Linked DNA regions of Mus musculus: all the other regions are linked to region 2. A link is a contact called in public HiChIP or PLAC-seq data. All regions are on one chromosome and are shown on one strand. Each heading gives the region's core, a stretch centred on a gene start, on an enhancer-like site or on the middle of the called end of the contact. The rest is flanking DNA. Distances are from core to core; before and after follow the strand shown. Region 1 has its middle 8.8 kb from the start of Gm38930. Region 2 holds the start of Resf1 (retroelement silencing factor 1). Region 3 has its middle 49 kb from the start of Resf1.

Region 1 (2,700 bases), core at 22-2,521, 35 kb before region 2:
GTACCAAGTGGCGGTGGCTATGTAGCATCTGCAGGGAACAGCATATGAGGGCTTTGATGATAGTACTTACTCCATTCAGCAAGGCCCATGGAAACCCCTCCCCACAAAGCAAGGGTCTGTGGGTGAATTTTGGTACCCTCTATGCTTAATCATGTGTGCTATGCTCCTTGCTTTTGCTATGCTATGTATACTTATAGAAATATTTAGTTTCATTTTGTCAGTCGTGGGCAAGGCAAGGATCATGTAAGCTGAAAGCCTGGTGGATGGTTCTGTTTTTCTCAAAAATGTTTTTCTTTTCTTTTCTTTTCTTTTCTTTTCTTTTCTTTTCTTTTCTTTTCTTTTCTTTTCTTTTCTCTTCTCTTCTCTTTTCTTTTTTGTTTGTTTTTTGTTTGTTTGTTTGTTTGGTTGGTTTTTTTTTTTTTTTTTCTAGACAGGGTTTCTCTGTGTAGCTCTGGCTGTCCTGGAACTCACTCTGTAAACAAGGCTGGCCTTGAACTCAGAAATCTGCCTGCCTCTGCCTCCCAAGTACTGGGATTAAAGGCATGTGCCACCACTGCCAGGCTCAAAACTGTTTGAAGAGGTAAAACCCTCCTCTCTTTCCTCTACCTCTATCAATCCTCCAGATGTGGCCATTAATCCTGGGCATTTTGGGACACAAGACCATGTCCCTAGAGAAACAGCTACAGTCATGCTGAGTAAGCATGTAATAGTTGTGGAGAGCAATGGGTCCTGCTTGCATAATTGTTCAAGGGAAGTTGTATCTGACAAACAGACACCTAAAAAATGGTTCTTGGAAAGACAGTATCAGGAATTGATGGGTGCATATTAGGAAAGGTTGTTTGGTACAATGAGCATGTCTCTGTTTGCAATTAAAAACTATTATGACAGAGGAATGCTATTTGATTGCTGGGGAAAAGACTAACTTTTTTTTTTTAAGATTTATTTATTGTATGTATGTGAGTACCCTGTTGCTATCTTCTGACATACCAGAAAAAGGTATCAGATGTCATTACAGATGGTTAAGAGCTACCATGTGGTTGCTGGGAATTGAACTCAGGACCTCTAGAAAAGCAGCCAGTGCTTTTAACCCCTGAGCCATTTCTCCAGGCCAGAAAAGACTAACTTTATTTTGAAATTTCAAGGATGGAGGGGAATGGGCTTATTCCCACAAAGGTTAATTTGTCTCTCACCTTGCATAACTGTGTAGCCACATTTGCTGCCAGCTGGGCATGTGCTCACGTCCACAGGATATGCTTGGCTAGACACATCTATTTTTGGCCTGCTCCAACTGTACTTTGTAGTACAAAATAAGGTTAGAGGGTGATTGGCACAGGGGGAAGGAGGAGGAGGAAGTGAAAGTAGTACGGGAACATAAGAGGCTTTTGTAGTGCTGATGTTAGATTTCTTTGAACACAAACAAACAATAACAACATTGCTCAGGTTAGCAGACTTATGAGTGTATAAATAAAGATGGTTCAAGCTACTAGGGCCACTTGCTTGAATGTCAACTGATAGTCAGAATCTTCATTCTCACTGTTGCCATACATCCTCCATAGTTCCACAACCCTGCTGTAATGCTGGTCACTAGAAACAAACCAGGGACTGAGGTATTGCTGTGATAGGCCTAACTATGCTTTTGTTTGTAATATGTGGATTTTTGAGACTTTAGGTTAGGAAAGCAGTTGAATGTTTTAAGCTCTGCTTAGTAGCCATACTAGTAGAAGCATGGAAGACAGTAGTAGTGCTGAGGGTGATTTGAAATGTGGGAGCCTGACTAAAGAGGTTTCAGAGAAGAACGTGGCTGCTTTTTGCCCCTATCTAAAGAGTCTGCCTGAGGCTAAGGTGAAGAGACTTAGCTTAATTACAATGGCAAAGGAAATCTCAAAACAGCCTCTCATTGACTTTATCCTGTGGTTCATTATTATAAAGAGCATTTTGATAAAACAGAGCAAGCTGAGAAATTAAAAATACAAAATGTATGGTTCAAAAATTAAAGAAGCACCAAAAAAGTGGAATGGAACTAAATCCTGTATTCAAGGAGATAAACAGATTAAAGATATTAAATGGAATTAAGGGAATGGTGAATTTGGGGCAAGATCCCACCCAGCTAAGTGACCCATCCAGCAAGTCCAGTTATTCGAGGATCTCGAGGGGACCTCCTCCTAATAACCAAATGGGGGGTAGAGAGAGACGAGGGTCTTGTACGAATAACGACACGGAAACCGTTCTGAAGTTGTATCAAGACCCCAAAATGTATTAGCCAGGCCCAAGGTTTAAATACACAAGCAAAAGGGGAAGTGCCTTTCAGCAGGAAGGATGGGGCAGTAGAATTGCACAAGGAAACCGGGAAGTACAGATACTTATCAGCGGGAGGAATGGGGCAATACAAGCAAAAGGAGAAGTATTTATCAGTGGGGAGGGGGGCAATAGAATTGCACATTCTTAGGCAGTTACACGGGGAAGCAGGAACTTGGCGGTATCAGGGTATCTTGAGGTCAGGACATCCGGCGCTGACTTTCTTGGAGCGGTGCATCCGGTGGCCCGCTTTTGACCCTCTTTTCTTCTGGGGGGGGGGGGAGAGGCCCAATTCAGAGATCAGGACAATAGCGTTGCCTTAATGGCTCCCAACAGCTAAGCTTCCATCTTGTAAAACTGAATTAAAGAAAAGCTTAGGTCCAGGCATAGTGGTATATGCCTTTG
Region 2 (2,700 bases), core at 65-2,564:
TGTTAAGTACCATACCAACAACATTATTTCTTAAGCTTTGCCATCAAATCTACTGTGTCCCATTGGATCTGTGACAGTTTTGTTTGGTGATAGTTTTTTGAGTCTTTCACTATGCAGTCCTAGCTAAACTGAAATTTGGTATGTAGATTAGGCTAGCCTTTAACTCAAAGATCTGTCTGACTTGGTCTCCCAAATGCAAAAATTGAAGGCAAGCACATGCTAGGCAAGTTCTGTAGGTTTAACTAGTGTTGATTCAATGATACTCTTTATTCTAAAATAAGTTAGTCCACGGTACAATGCAAATAGTCATCCAGTAGAACCAGGATAGGCTTTATAAAAGGCAAACTTACCTGTAAATACAATTTTACCTTTTAATCTCTTCCACAAGGTATTCACGCCTCTAATTCTATGAAAATCAAGAAACAAGAAAGCAAGAGTTAAGGTCTAGTACATTTCCCTTACAGTGTCATTGAGACCATACTAAGTTTACTGAATTTATTTCAATTGTGCTAAAAACAAAACTACTGAATTAGGCTACTCTCAAAATATTCCCTGCCACTAGAATTCAAGCGGGCTTCTCCAAGTCCACTACTGCCCTTTAATACCAAAGCAAAAATACTTCTTTAGTAATTTTAGTGGACTGATAAAAGAGAACCTGATGGGGGCTGAGTGGAGCAATAACTAAGACCTTAGTATATCTGAATGGTAACAAGAAACAAACTTAAGATTCCCCTTAACTGTAACACACCCAGCAGACAATTTAAATCCCCACGCAAGTTCTGTAGTTGGCCTACTGAAATGCAAGCCAGCTCACCCACTTTACCTGTTTTTCCATTTTTCTAGGAAGGCACTCTTAAGTACCACAAATGCAAACAGATTCCAAGATGCTGCGGGCCGCGGCGCTCACACAGGCCTGGGCGCTCGAAGGCGGAGCGCAAGGCAATTCCGCTGGGTCGCAGGGGGGCCAAGGAGCGGAAGACCGAGACAGAAAGAAACCGAAAAACAAAACAAAGCTCTGCTTCTCCTTCCGAAACCGGAAGGGACGCTTAGCTGCAACAAGCCCGCCTGCTTCTCGGGCCAACAACCTCAGACCGCGCCCGCCCGGCGCGCAGCGACCCCGCGGTACAGCGAGGACCCGGGCGGCGCCCCTCCGCCGGGACAGAGGTGGCGAAAACCCAGCCCCGAGCCCAGGGGGCCGAACAAAAGCCCGATCCGAAGCAGACCTGCCGCCCGGCGGGTGCTTACACGCCAATAGCAAGGGACGAGGCCTCTGCCAAGCGCAGAGCGCGCAGAGGTTTGGTGGCAGCCTTCGTTGGGGCGGGTCCAGCTGGGTCCCCACTCCGCCCCCGAGCGCTTGCACCAGGGCCGCGGTCCTAGTGCCGGGCAGGTGTGCCTTCTACAGTCTGAGGGGAGAAAAAAGCTCAGCCTTGCACCTAGAATTTATATGAGAATCACCTGAGGGTGTAAGACCCCCAGGCCTTACAATCATATTATGATGGGTCAGCAAATCAGCAGAATATTTTTAAACTCATTGGTCAGCTACCAATGTCGCGGGGGAATTCTGGCAGCAAGGTCAGAGCAATTTGTGGTTTTTCTTGGAATTTAGTGCGAGGCGGGACAGGAGAACTGTTATTATTTGTTATAGTTATTTCTCCGAGAACTGCTAATCTTGTTTTCGCAGCTTTAGACTTGGTCTGGTCATTTTGACTGCTAAAACTATATTTCTACAAGGGCTTCTGGAGTGAAACGTCAAGGGCCAGTGGAAATATATTGTTGGGGTTCAGGAATCGCCACACAAACTGAAAAGAGTGAATTGGCCTGATGGAATTGGGCTCCTGAGTGCAGGAATTTGTTCAATAAATGCTGTTTGCTGTTGCATAGTATTTGAGTCTGGGATATCATTCTTCAGAGATTCATGTTCATATACTAACAAAAGTATATGAACAGTGATCCAGTTAAGCAACTTACTGAACACTTACCCTATTAATAAACCTTCAGGACTGCAAAAAGAACTCAGAAACATAATTATATTCCTAGTCTGCTCTCAGGGTAGGCTTTTTATAGGGAAAATAACAAAACATTTAATGGGCAAGAAGGGAAGCAGTAGGCTTACTAGGCAAAGTATTATCAGCTAACTTTTAAGCTGATTGGTCCTAGGTAAGGAATGGAGGTGTAAGACCTCCGAGGCTTTACCCTGGGTGCGCAAGCCCAAAAACACAACTTGACAACAGATCGCTGCAATGGCAAGAGGTTTATTGTTCTGACACGTCGCAGGGAGGGTCAACCCCAGAGCTCAGAAAGCATAGTTCCTTTATACATTTTGTGGAGGGTTGGACAGCCATATTATGATGGGTCAGCAAAGCAGCAGTATATTTTAAAACTCATTGGTCAGCTACTAATGTTTCAGGGAATTCTGGCAAGAAGGTCAGTTTGTGTTTTTTCTCGGAATTTAGTGCGAGGTGGGGCAGGAGACTTTTTCCGAGAACTGTTATTTTTCTGAGAACTGCTAATCTTGTTTTGGCAGCTGTAGACTTGGTCGGTTCATTTTGACCCCTAAAACTATGATTTCTACAGAGGGTGGTACATGGGTGGTGAACATGAAGGACCCTAAGGGCTTTTGCCAGTCTTACACTCCCTCTCCCCACTTCTGCTTCTCCCTCCCACCTGAGGTCAAGACCAAGTCAAATTCCATTCTCCACC
Region 3 (2,700 bases), core at 14-2,513, 48 kb after region 2:
GACTGCCTCAGTTGCTTGATGTGTTTGTTAATTCCTGGCCCATGGGGCATTGTTTAACCCACACTGGTATTGCAGAACTTAATAACTGAACTACAATGGGCGCCAGTGTGCTATCAAGCCTAGTGGATTTCCTTCTGCTCAAATATCAGGTACCTTGAGTTATGTAGATAGCGCTTCCTTCCTAGTGGCAGAGTTCTCATATAAGAGAGACTCCTGGAATAGAGAATAGGTGATCAGAATGCTCACAGGGGTTTGGCCTGAGTCTAGAGTTAGATAAGCCAAGTTTTCCTCAAAAGAGATGATGGCTCTGAGTTTTTGTAACAAGTCCCTCTCAGTCAGTGGGTATAGAAAATAATCTGGCATAATCAGAAGAGAGTGAGTTATAGTCTCCTACAGGCTCAGAGATATCCATGGGAAATAGAGTGTTTGGCCTATAGCTCTTTGGATCACTATTTTCTTGGAGGTGAGGAGTCTAAGTAGTTCTTTCAAGACAGAGTGAGCTGACCCAGTGTCTATCAGGAAGTTGACAGGTTCCCCCCATCCTTATGGTCATCCTGGATTCCCAGGGACTAAGTCATATTGCTAAGTTATATATAGTTACTAAATATATATATATATATAACTCCCCTGTCCCCTTCAATTTAGTTGGAGAATGGGACAGCTTCCCTTTTTTTTTTTTTTTTTTTTCTTTCAGCTAGTGCTTTCCTTCTTCCTGTGGCCCTTCTGCTTAAAATAGGCACATTTTCCAAACATTTTCTTTCCCTTTCTTCTAGCCCATTTTCCCTATTTTCTCTCTTAACTTTTTTTTGGTTTTCTTTCCCTGTCTGTTTTCAGCTGATTCTTGGTTGTCATAAACTTTCTGAGCAATTTCCAAAAGCTGAAATCTATCCATACCCTCAAATCCCTCTTAATTTTTGGAGCTTTCTTTTTATGTCTGGGGCTGAGTGCATGACAAAGCCATGGAAAAACCACAACTTGTTCCAGGAGCCAAGCCACCCCTAGCAACAGCTATAACTTTTGTAACAATAGTCACTCCACCCTGAATAACAGCCAATCAGCTCCTAAGAGGAAAGTACCTAATGTTTCAGATGTTTTGAAATAGATTACACAAGTTAACCACAATTGTGCATAAGAAGCTGAAATCATTACTAGACAATAGAAATGTGCAAAGATACGATTTTCAAATATTAACCAATCATGTAACTGCTGTGTTGGAAGGCCCTCTAGCCTGCCGTACATGTGATAAAAAGGCAAGGCTTCATCATCTCAGGACCTCCCACACCTATCCACTGTGTTAGAAAGGTTGGAGAGTCCGAGCTCAGGCTTGAATAAAGACTCTTTGTTTTTGCATATGAGTCAGATTCCTTGTGGTCTCTGGTGTTACATGGGAACCTCTCAATTTGGGTATAACCCAATCAGGGAGGATGGCAAAGGAGAAGGCTTGAAGACACCAGAACAACCAGGGAGGTAGGAAAATGACACTCCATAAAAGGCAGGGAAAACCAATAGTTCACATGAGCAAGTATTATTCTTTTTTTGTTTGCTTGCTTTGTTTGCTTTCTTTTTTGTTTTGTTTGTGTGTGTGTGTGTTTTGTTTTTTGTTTTTGGAGACAGGGTTTCTCTGTGTAGCCTTGGCTGTCCTGGAACTCACTTTGTAGACCAGGCTGGCCTCGAACTCAGAAACCTGCGTGCCTCTGCCTCCCAAGTGCTGGAATTAAAGGGGTGCGCCACCACACCCAGCTTGCAAGTATTATTCTGTTAAAGTCATATAAGGAACTGGAAAACATTCTTTGTATTTAACAACAACAACAACAACAACAAAAGGGTTTAATTGGAGATCCAAGCCTAGAAGTACAAAACACTATAAATAATGACTAGAATTCTGAAAATAAAGTTGAAGGAGTTTTACACAATGATTTCAAGACTTACTACATCCAGAAGTGCAGTATTAGGAATGTAAAAGAAACTCAAAGTAATAGGATTAATGGTATAAAGGATTTACTAGTAGAATTGCTTAGGAGACAGCAAATCACAGAAATTAGAATTGAGCTAAGGGAATGCTGCCTCCAAAATATCTCCAAAATAAATAATATGCTAACCAGGCCTATTAGAGACAAACAAAATTTCAATGCTAAGATGTAAATGTTCACCAGGACTGAGACATTAAGTTCATTCCCAAAGAAAATGCAACTAACTGGAAGCACAAGGGGACAGCATGAGCCTACAACCTGGGCTGCCATAGAGCCCTCAGTTCTCTTTTTTAAAAAAGAATAATTCAAGCCGGGTGTTCCAGGACAGCCAGGGCTATACAGAGAAACCCTGTCTTGAACAAACCAAAAAAAAAAAAAAAAATAATAATAATAATAATAATAATAATAATAATTCTGCTGGGTGGTGGTGGCCCCAGCACTCAGGAAGCAGAGGCAGGCGGATTTCTGAGTTCGAGGCCAGCCTGGTCTACAAAGTGAGTTCCAGGACAGCCAGGACTCTACAGAAAAACCCTGTCTTGAAAAATCAAAACAAAACAAATCAAAAAAAAAAAAAAAGAATAATTCTTCCAGATGGGCAAGATAGCCCCAGGCAACAATACTGGCAATATATTTGATGTATAAACCTTCCACCTGCCCAAGTGGCAAGACCTGTAGACTCCTGTCTGTGTTTAAATTTTTTAAAATGTAATCTAGGGCTGGAAATTAAAAT

What was found. HiChIP or PLAC-seq counts read pairs in DNA pulled down with a chosen protein or histone mark.
Region 1: an H3K4me3 HiChIP or PLAC-seq map of the 230-238 cell line shows a contact between it and region 2, with 60 read pairs. The contact joins the enhancer-like site here to the promoter of Resf1 in region 2. A contact is called at or near these places in 6 of 39 promoter capture datasets (the C10 cell line, liver, macrophages and 1 more), 11 of 484 Hi-C or Micro-C datasets (B cells, CD4 T cells, the G1E-ER4 cell line and 6 more), 12 of 115 datasets of contacts at active chromatin or transcription factors (the 230-238 cell line, the HPC-7 cell line, the SCID.adh cell line and 6 more) and 3 of 9 other capture datasets (adipose tissue, liver and pancreatic islet).
Region 3: an H3K27ac HiChIP or PLAC-seq map of embryonic fibroblasts shows a contact between it and region 2, with 27 read pairs. The contact joins the enhancer-like site here to the promoter of Resf1 in region 2. A contact is called at or near these places in 3 of 39 promoter capture datasets (the 3T3-L1 cell line, 3T3-L1-derived adipocytes and macrophages), 2 of 15 datasets of contacts at CTCF or cohesin (CD8 T cells and the NIH/3T3 cell line), 12 of 484 Hi-C or Micro-C datasets (the 3T3-L1 cell line, MC3T3-E1-derived osteoblasts, adipose-derived mesenchymal stem cells and 9 more), 8 of 115 datasets of contacts at active chromatin or transcription factors (bone marrow-derived dendritic cells, bone marrow-derived macrophages, embryonic fibroblasts and 4 more) and 4 of 9 other capture datasets (adipose tissue, liver, macrophages and 1 more).

What each region holds. Positions count from the first base shown.
Region 1 is chr6:149,342,587-149,345,286 of GRCm38.p6, reverse strand. No RefSeq gene overlaps it. Among named protein-coding and RNA genes, the nearest start is that of Gm38930, 8.8 kb to the left of the region's middle. Within about 2 kb of position 1,271, at least 83 of the 459 cell types and tissues checked have an H3K27ac peak or open chromatin away from gene starts, as enhancers often do. A contact at or near this core is called in the 230-238 cell line, B cells, the HPC-7 cell line and 9 more, where this site is marked.
Region 2 is chr6:149,308,028-149,310,727 of GRCm38.p6, reverse strand. Resf1 (retroelement silencing factor 1) reads right to left here and starts at 1,314. Exons shown (of 5, transcript NM_026054.3): 1 at 824-1,314; 2 at 351-406.
Region 3 is chr6:149,259,489-149,262,188 of GRCm38.p6, reverse strand. No RefSeq gene overlaps it. Among named protein-coding and RNA genes, the nearest start is that of Resf1, 49 kb to the left of the region's middle. Within about 2 kb of position 1,263, at least 95 of the 459 cell types and tissues checked have an H3K27ac peak or open chromatin away from gene starts, as enhancers often do. A contact at or near this core is called in the NIH/3T3 cell line, adipose-derived mesenchymal stem cells, bone marrow-derived dendritic cells and 8 more, where this site is marked.